Linked DNA regions of Mus musculus: all the other regions are linked to region 2. The links are chromatin contacts, called in public Hi-C and Micro-C maps. All regions are on one chromosome and are shown on one strand. Each heading gives the region's core, a stretch centred on a gene start, on an enhancer-like site or on the middle of the called end of the contact. The rest is flanking DNA. Distances are from core to core; before and after follow the strand shown.

Evidence for each region. Hi-C and Micro-C count contacts between places; a contact is called where the count stands out from the background.
Region 1: a Hi-C map of uterus shows a contact between it and region 2. The contact joins the enhancer-like site here to the promoter of 4930474M22Rik in region 2. A contact is called at or near these places in 1 of 484 Hi-C or Micro-C datasets (uterus) and 2 of 9 other capture datasets (liver and pancreatic islet).
Region 3: a contact with region 2 is called in a Micro-C map of palatal mesenchyme, with 1.6 times the contacts expected there. The contact joins the enhancer-like site here to the promoter of 4930474M22Rik in region 2. A contact is called at or near these places in 1 of 15 datasets of contacts at CTCF or cohesin (the NIH/3T3 cell line), 8 of 484 Hi-C or Micro-C datasets (the 3T3-L1 cell line, the C2C12 cell line, cumulus cells and 5 more) and 2 of 9 other capture datasets (adipose tissue and pancreatic islet).

What each region holds. Positions count from the first base shown.
Region 1 is chr17:14,475,064-14,477,763 of GRCm38.p6, forward strand. The region is part of intron 1 of Gm38551 (a long non-coding RNA gene); the gene reads left to right. Among named protein-coding and RNA genes, the nearest start is that of Gm38551, 26 kb to the left of the region's middle. Within about 2 kb of position 1,363, at least 31 of the 459 cell types and tissues checked have an H3K27ac peak or open chromatin away from gene starts, as enhancers often do. A contact at or near this core is called in uterus, where this site is marked.
Region 2 is chr17:14,397,673-14,400,372 of GRCm38.p6, forward strand. It overlaps 4930474M22Rik (RIKEN cDNA 4930474M22 gene), which reads right to left and starts at 1,270. Exons shown (of 3, transcript NR_027986.1): 1 at 1,067-1,270. Smoc2 (SPARC related modular calcium binding 2) reads left to right here. Exons shown (of 13, transcript NM_022315.2): 11 at 1,699-1,973.
Region 3 is chr17:14,307,837-14,310,536 of GRCm38.p6, forward strand. All of the region lies in intron 1 of Smoc2 (SPARC related modular calcium binding 2), which reads left to right. Among named protein-coding and RNA genes, the nearest start is that of Gm52280, 29 kb to the left of the region's middle. Within about 2 kb of position 1,320, at least 15 of the 459 cell types and tissues checked have an H3K27ac peak or open chromatin away from gene starts, as enhancers often do. A contact at or near this core is called in palatal mesenchyme and uterus, where this site is marked.

The DNA.
Region 1 (2,700 bases), core at 113-2,612, 77 kb after region 2:
CTAGTACAGATAGGAAGAACCCTTCCCTGAGCCCTGAGCAAAGTGTCCCAAAATCCACGCTAGGTTCTTCATGGCCACCCTTGCTGACGGCAGATGCAAGGAAGAGGATTAAAGAAACACCAGGAACAAGGTGGAAGCTGGAAACAGGCAGAAGGAAGGGCTAGCAGGATATAGGTAGAAGTCAAATGCACCAGAGGCCAGGAGGTAGTGGTCTGCCCCAAGTCTTGCAGTGTGCCCAATAAAGAGCTCCTAGTTTGGAGGGATATTCCTGGGCACAATAGAAATGAAACAGGCCAGACCAGTGTCAGCCTTAGGACTCAAAGGCAGGAGCAGGTTGTAGGAGAAAGAGTGTGCAGAGAGCCTGCAGCAGAGCGGAGAAGTGCCAGCTAGCACCAGAGCCCAGAGGTTTGTGGAGGGTCTCCCTCCGACCTCCCAGGATTAGAACATCAAAGGAAACTGTTAGCAGCACTGAAACCGGATCTCTGTCATCCACCCAGGCTATAAAAAGCCTCTGATAAATGGAGATAAGGATTCACATGTTAGTGTGGCTTTAAAAGGGGGCCAAGGTCCTATGTGTTTATTTCTTGCGACTTTAAGATGCTTTGACATGGGTGTATTAAAAGTGATGTGTGTTAATTTTATTTAAAGTTTTACGAAGTTTGGTGATCCTATCACATCACCCCGTCCCCATTAAATATGTCATACTTTATAGTTTAAAATTTTTCTTTTTAAATGCCGTGTTTATTCAGCTGCATAAATCACTATGGTTGTAAGTGGTCTTAAGAGCTCATTTTCAGCTACAACCTTTAAAAAGAGCCTCGTTGCTCTGAGCTTCTCAAGTGTGCTGGCACCGTGTGGAGCTGGGGCTCAGCCTTTATACCACTCTTAAAAATCATTGCCAGACACTTGTAGAGCCCAGCACACTGGGGACTCGACTAGACAGTTCCCGCCCCTCCCTGACCTGGGGGCCAATGGCTCTTTGCTAGACTTATTCTGGTGACAGTGTAGCCTCTGGCACACCTGTAACGACTCGCTGTCCTCACTGTTTCCAGAGAAGAGCCGCCAGAAACTTGTCATCGTAGCTTTCTACTGACATTGCTAAACACTTAGAATGTTAATAAAACAAAGAACGCTAGAGATGGGGGCGCGCTGGGGTGTTGAGGCCCCGTAGCAGCTCTGGGGGCACTCTGAAAGATCCTACAGGGAGGGGAAGAAAAGAGGCTGCCAGAGGCTGTTTGCTTTCATGGGCCCAAACATTCCCCTGGTTTAACTGAGATAAGCATCTTTAAATCTCTTAAAGTGTTTCTGCTGGTGCAAAGCTAAATGTCATCACGCCTTTCCTCACGCACTGCTGCGGCCTGGTTCTCATCAGCGAAAGAAGAAACCGATGGAAGGAGCCTGTGCTCGCCCCAGCTTCAAGCAGGAAGTCTTTACAGGAGGAACGCGTGGCCCAGGCATCAGTCCATGGTCGTCTGGTGTCACCCCTGCCTTTTCTCTGTGTCTATCAGTCTTTCATCACTGGTCCTCCAGGCAGGTCTCAGTCACTTTCCCATGTATCTCCATGCGTGCTCTTCAACAGACAACCTCACGGGCACTTTCTCTGTGCCCAGGAGAAGCCTGTAGCAGGATAAGTCCCTGACTTCCTTCAGATTCCAGCTAGAGTTTTGCCTTTTCCATAGTCAGCCATGTGCACTTTCCTCCCCCACATGCCCAGCCAGCCACTGCAGGTACCATGGTGTGAACCTTGTGAGTGATCACCACCAGCAGGGTAGCCTCAGAGATGCAGCGCGCGGCAGCCTCGCGGACAGAACTGCTGGGGGCTTGGCTAGCTCTCCTGTTTGTGTGGCCTGCACTGGTGTGGCCCAGCCACTGAGCTGGTGCCGGCTGCACGTGGCCAAAATGAGGCCACAGACTGAAATACTCAGAGCAGTGTGGTCACAGCGAGGACGGCAGAAAGACAGGCTGGTGTAACCGTCCGTGTTGTCAGGATGTGCCCAGCCTCAAAGCCATGCACAAGGCGAAATGAGTCCCATATGCTTAAAATGTGATGCACTTCCTCAGGTCACAAACAGGAGTGACCCCTCCCTCTGCTCTTTCTATAATCTGATGTAATATTCCAGTCTCCATAGGGGGAGCATGAGGGGACAAGGGCACAAGCTACTGGACCCTGCCATTGCTGGCCAGCTAAGTGGTGCTGGAAACCAAACCCAGTAACAGCAACATGTGCACTTGACTATTGAGCCATCTATCCAGGCCAAGTTATTTTTTAAGTTAAAATATAATTATATAGTTTTCCTCCTTTAACCCATCCCCATGCATCCCCCACCATCCTCTCTTGATTTCATGCCTCTCTCTTCTCTCACGACATTTACATATATATGTACATATGTATATATATAAACATATATATGTACATATATATACACACACACACAAGCTATGTGTATACATACACACACACACCCTGCTCAGCTCATATAATGTCACTTGCATGTATATGACACATGATTTGGGGGCTGACCACATGGCATTGGATAACCAATCAGGGAAGATTATTCTTCCCATTCACTGCATCCTTTACTTGCCTTTCATTCTTTGGTTCGGGTTGGGACCCCGAGAGATTTCCCTGTTTCATATTAATGTGCGTCTTGGTGTTGCTGCAGTTCAGGTCTTGTTTAAGCAATCATGTTGATGCAATTT
Region 2 (2,700 bases), core at 20-2,519:
TTTGAAGGAATCTGGGAAGCTAAATTCTTCCTGGCCGGTGGCCATGTGAGATCAGGCAGTTCACTTGAATGTCTGAGAGAGAGAGAGAGAGAGAGAGAGAGAGAGAGAGAGAGAGAGAGAGAGACAGAGACAGAGACAGAGACAGACAGAGACAGAGACAGAGACAGAGAGAAGAGAGCGCCTTAGAGGAGGCGGACCATGGGGAACAGCCTCCCTCTTCATGATCAGCGGCTCCTGGGGCCCAGGGAGGCCTGAGAAGAGGAACACACTTGCTTTGGGTGGATCTATAGGTTGAAACTGAGTCTGAGACTTATCTACTGGGTTTTGACTTATCTACTTTGGAATTCTGCAACTCAAAAAAAGTTGGCTTTTTGGTTTTTGTTTGTTTGTTTGTTTGTTTACTTGTTTTTGAGACATGGCTTCTGTGTGTAGCCCTGGCTGTCCTGGAACTCACTCTGCAGACCAGGCTGGCCTTGAGCTCAGGGAGCCACTGCCTCTGCCTCCCGAGTGCTGGGACTTATTTATCGTTGATCCCTGCTATGCACATGTGAGGCTTATCTTCTTATCCAGGTTCAAGTGTACAGCTGGGGCCTTGATCCCACCAACAAGGCTCACCCTACAGATGCTCTCCTGTGTACACTGTAGACACAGTGAGACTTGGTTTTTTTTTTTTTTGTCATGGTAGGAATAACGGTGCCTGTGTGCCCACTTCCTCACAGTACAGGGTGATGGAGCTGTCCAGGTGGTACTTCAGTACTTAAACTCAGCTCTGGGTGTTCACAATCTCTCACTCTTATTTCTAAAAGAAACTTTATTTTAAAGTTTTTTTTTTTTGTTTTTCTAAAAACACTTGTTCCCATGCCGTCCTGACAGCGAGCTCCTGGCTGTCTCCTGTATGAAGCCTCCTTAGCATAAAGCCACCCTTCATCTTGTGCTTTCTTTGCTAAGGAAGGCATAAGGGGAGAAGGAACACTGAGGGGGAAGTGTCACATTTGCACAAGCTAAGGCAAAAGAAGTCAACTAAATTTCAACCTCCTGTCATGTACTATAGAAGTGACTGACTTGCCTTCTGAGTGTCTGACCCACAATAGTGCCTGCGAGCCCAGTCGCTGGGGGCTGTTGGCATCTGCTTGCTGTGTTTGCACTCTCACAGAGGAAAGTCCATCTAAACAGTGGAGTCCGCTGAGTCCAAAGTGATGGCATAGGTTCTTCACCTCAGGTGAGAGGTGGACGTCCTTCCGGCACAGTGTCAAGGTTTGACTCACAGCCTGACTTATCTGTATCTCAGAATGTACAGCTTTAAAAGAATTCCAAAGAAAACTGTCTAGTTATAACTGAAAAAAAATTTGATATCACCTCATCTATTTACGTGTCTCTTGCATACACAGTAGACAAATTATCACATTAAGGTAGAGAGCCTGGCACTTTAGATGCCTTTGGTGGATGCTGTTATTTCTTGACCTGAGCCCAGGTCTCAGGTCAGTGACCTTGAACTCAAGGCCTTGGGTGATTGAATAACCACAGTGCACACATTGCTGTGGTGTTCCTTGTTCTGAACACACAGGCTTATATTTGAAGGTGGCCGTATCAGGTAGTGCATCAGGGTAGGCACAGGTGTGAGGGTGGGGAAGGGGGGAGCCAGAGTCAGGGGGCACAGCAGCTTCCGCCTTCTGTCTGACATGCTTGCTCATCCTCTAGGCTGTCAGAGCCAGACCCCAGCCACACCCTGGAGGAGAGGGTTGTACATTGGTACTTCAAGCTGCTTGATAAGAACTCTAGTGGAGACATTGGCAAGAAGGAGATCAAACCCTTTAAGAGGTTCCTGCGAAAGAAATCCAAGCCCAAAAAGTGTGTGAAGAAGTTTGTGGAGTACTGCGACATGAACAATGACAAGTCCATCACCGTGCAGGAGCTCATGGGCTGCTTGGGTGTCACCAGAGAGGAGGGTAAAGCCAACACCAGGAAGCGCCACAGTAAGCCTTACTTACGTCACTACTCTGCACTTTAATCATGTTGGGGTTTTGTGTCGAAGGGGTTGCTTCCTGGATTTGACAGGATGCCTTACGGTCTGGTGTATAGGAGATACACGGTATGCCATTGGTTGTTGTCAACCACGTAGAAGTGACCACGGGTGGTCAGCATCTTGTCACCTGGCCAGGAGAGCAGCAAGTCTCAGGAACATAAGCTGAGTACAGCTCTAACCCCCAACCTGTTCCTGTTCTAATCACAATGGCTATCCGTTCAAACGTGACTTCCCTCCTGATTGTAGAACCATTGGCGGTAACTGGCCAGCACAGTTCATAGGCTCTACTGGAACATTCAGGCCAAGTCAAGGGCAGTGAAATAATCACCTCTAGGAGATCAGTTGTCCCAGTGGGCTTAGCTGGCTTAACACTTGGATTCTCTGTGGGGCTGGCCTAAGTCACCAGATGTAGCAGGAGTAGAGAGGGTTCCAGGATAGATAGATAGAGTCTGAGGTTCTCACATTTGATTCTATGATTTGGTGACTGGCTTCATCAACATGTTGGAGAGCATGTGTGGAACATGAGTGCAATTCTCCCTTTGTACCTCTGAGCCGTGTTGTTGTGGTCAGGACAGCATTAACGGTAATTGGCTGAAGGGACTTTAGATAGCGATCTTCAAAATAAAAAGCCATCTTCCCATAAATTAGCAAGAATCACTTCTCCAAGACAAAAATCT
Region 3 (2,700 bases), core at 70-2,569, 90 kb before region 2:
TGAAGAGGCAGGGGACACACGATTGCTGGTTGTCTTTAGATGTCTAGCTTGCTTACAGTTTAATGTTCTTTTCCTAATGCAAGCTTTACTCTTGGTCCACCACTGATTCCATGCACCGGGGTGCCAAGCATATTGCTGTATGCTTTCAGTGGGCCTTAAGTGCTTCACAAGTTAAAGGTGGGAAAAATAAGGTGGATGAAAAATGAATGACTTCAAAAGAAAACCGGATGAGAAGTCCATTGAAGAAATCTGCAACATTTAGGAGAACAGAGAAGAAAGTCTGAGTGACTCACAGACCAATCTCTCTGACAGGTTTTAGCTACTGAGAATTTTTCAAGCTTTCATCTATGGAGTGTGTGTGTGTGTGTATATATATATGCCTGTATGTATGTGTGCTGTAAATATATGTGTGTATGTATATATTTATATATGTGTGCATTTGTATGTTGTGAATATATGTGTATCTGTGTATTGTGCATATATGTGTATATGTATGTATATATGTGCCTATATGTTTGTGTGTTGTGAATATATGTGTGTATGTATGTATATATGTGTATGTGTGTTATGAATATATGTGTGTATGTATGTGCATGTGTGTGTTTATGTGTCGTAAATATATGTGTTTATATATTGTATTGTACATATATGTATATATGTATGTATGTATGTATATATGTGCCTGTATGTACATGTGTTATGCATATATGTTTGTGTTTTGAATATAAGTGTGTATATGTATGTGTGTTTTGTGTGTTGTTCATATTTGTGTGTATGTATGTACATATGTGCTTGTGTGTGTGATATTCCATATAGTGATCAGAAAACTGGGACCCTATTCTAAATTTACATTTTAAAATATTGTTTGACAATGTAAGACAGAACTGTTCAGTGTTTTACACGACGTGAATTAGTATACTTCTGACGTCTGCAGATATAATAGTGATTGTCATTGCTACCTTTTTTTGCTTTGTACTGGATCAAGCCCTGTGCATCCTGGGCAGCCACTGCCTCGGAGGCTCCACAGCCTCAGCCTCTGCTGCCTTCTTGGGTGAAGCTTTGGTATTGGAGACTTTGCTTTCCTCAGTCTTATTTTGCTATTTTGATTAATATTTCGGTGGCTGATGATGCACATGTGTATTTCTGTACAGTTCTAAGCTTTACTCCATGCAGTTTGGAAGTGGAATTGCTTGGCGGAGAGGTATTGGCATGACATTGGCTTCAGCACACACTGTAAATCAGCCTGGGTTTCTGTGTTGTCAAACACCGGGGCTCAGGCGCAAGGCACCACTGAGTGCTCAGAACCAGAGAGTTTGTTTTCCTTGGTTTCTGGTCTGCACATCTGCGTTCGTTACAGACTTCAGCATGTGATGCTGCTGCTGACTGCAGATCTTTAACCGACGTTGAGCTAAGTTAGAATCCTTCTGAGTCCCAATTAAGGCTGGTTAGCTCGAAGTCTGCAGTATGTGCGGCTTCATTTTCCTGTGGGCCTGCACTTTTCAAGTCTTGGTGTCAATGAGGAACAGATGGGCCCAGATGCAGGAGGATTCCTTCCTGGGGAAGCTGGTGCCCACTGCTTAAATGGATAGCCATTGTGGGCTGGACATTTAAGGTCACTCTCCACAGCCCTGGGTGGGATTCGCTGCTCTCTCTGACTTCACTGCTGTCTCCTCCCATCATTCTGTGGAAGCATGGCTGGAGCTGAAGCACCGAAGGTGTATAGATAAACGTTGTTGTTGTTGTTGTTGCTGTAATTTCTCTGATATTCTGAGAGAGCTGATAGTACGTGGGGCACCTTGTGAGTGAGAGACAGAGTCCTGGCTCTTTGCTTTGTGACCTCTCAAGTCCTAAGAATAAGTAGCATGTGCCCCTCTCTCCTGAGTCTGCGAGCACTTGCTGGTGTCTGCTGGGAGAGCAGCATGGTGGGAGTAGGAGTGGTATGTGTGTGTGTGTGTGTGTCTGTGTGTACATGTTAATGCATGTACGTGTGTGAGAGCATTGTGTGAAAAAGTGTGTGATGTGAGTGTATGTCTTTGTGTATGTCACTGTTTGAGAGAGACCATGTCTGTGGGCATGTGTGTATGTGTGTGCACATGTGCGTGCATGTGTATGAATGTGTGACGGCAACATGTTCATGAGTGTGTGCAAGTTAATGTGTCATGGGATTTGGGGGGTTAGCTTTCTATCCAGTTGCTTCTTGGTGTTGTCCATGGGAAAAGGAACAGCTGTGGAGTGTGGTGTGTGGTCCAGCTGTTCTCTTATCTTACATGCGATAGCAAGGGCCCTGAACTGCACACATTGTCTGCTCTTAGCTGGTCCTGCTTTAGAGAGAGTGGTTCTGCTACTTATTAGTGCTTTAAGATGCAATATCTGAGTTTTATTTATGAGACATGGCTAGACTGTATGTTGGTACATTTAAATATATTTAAAAGGGCATTTCTACATAATAAAGAAATGAAAGAAGCTGTAGTCTGGAGAAGATGGTGGAGGAACTCTAGGTTTCCTTCCTCCTAGACATCAACTGCCCGGTTCTCAGAACCTGCCTTGCTCAGGTTCTGTCTTACTCCATGGAAACTGATGTGCGAGTTTTGTGAAAGATCCACATGTTTCCTCCTGCGGCAGGAGAGTCTTTTTTGGACTCTATTTTGCCCGAGGGCTGGGACTTCAGGGGAAGGTTGCCACACTGAAGCGAAGTTAGTT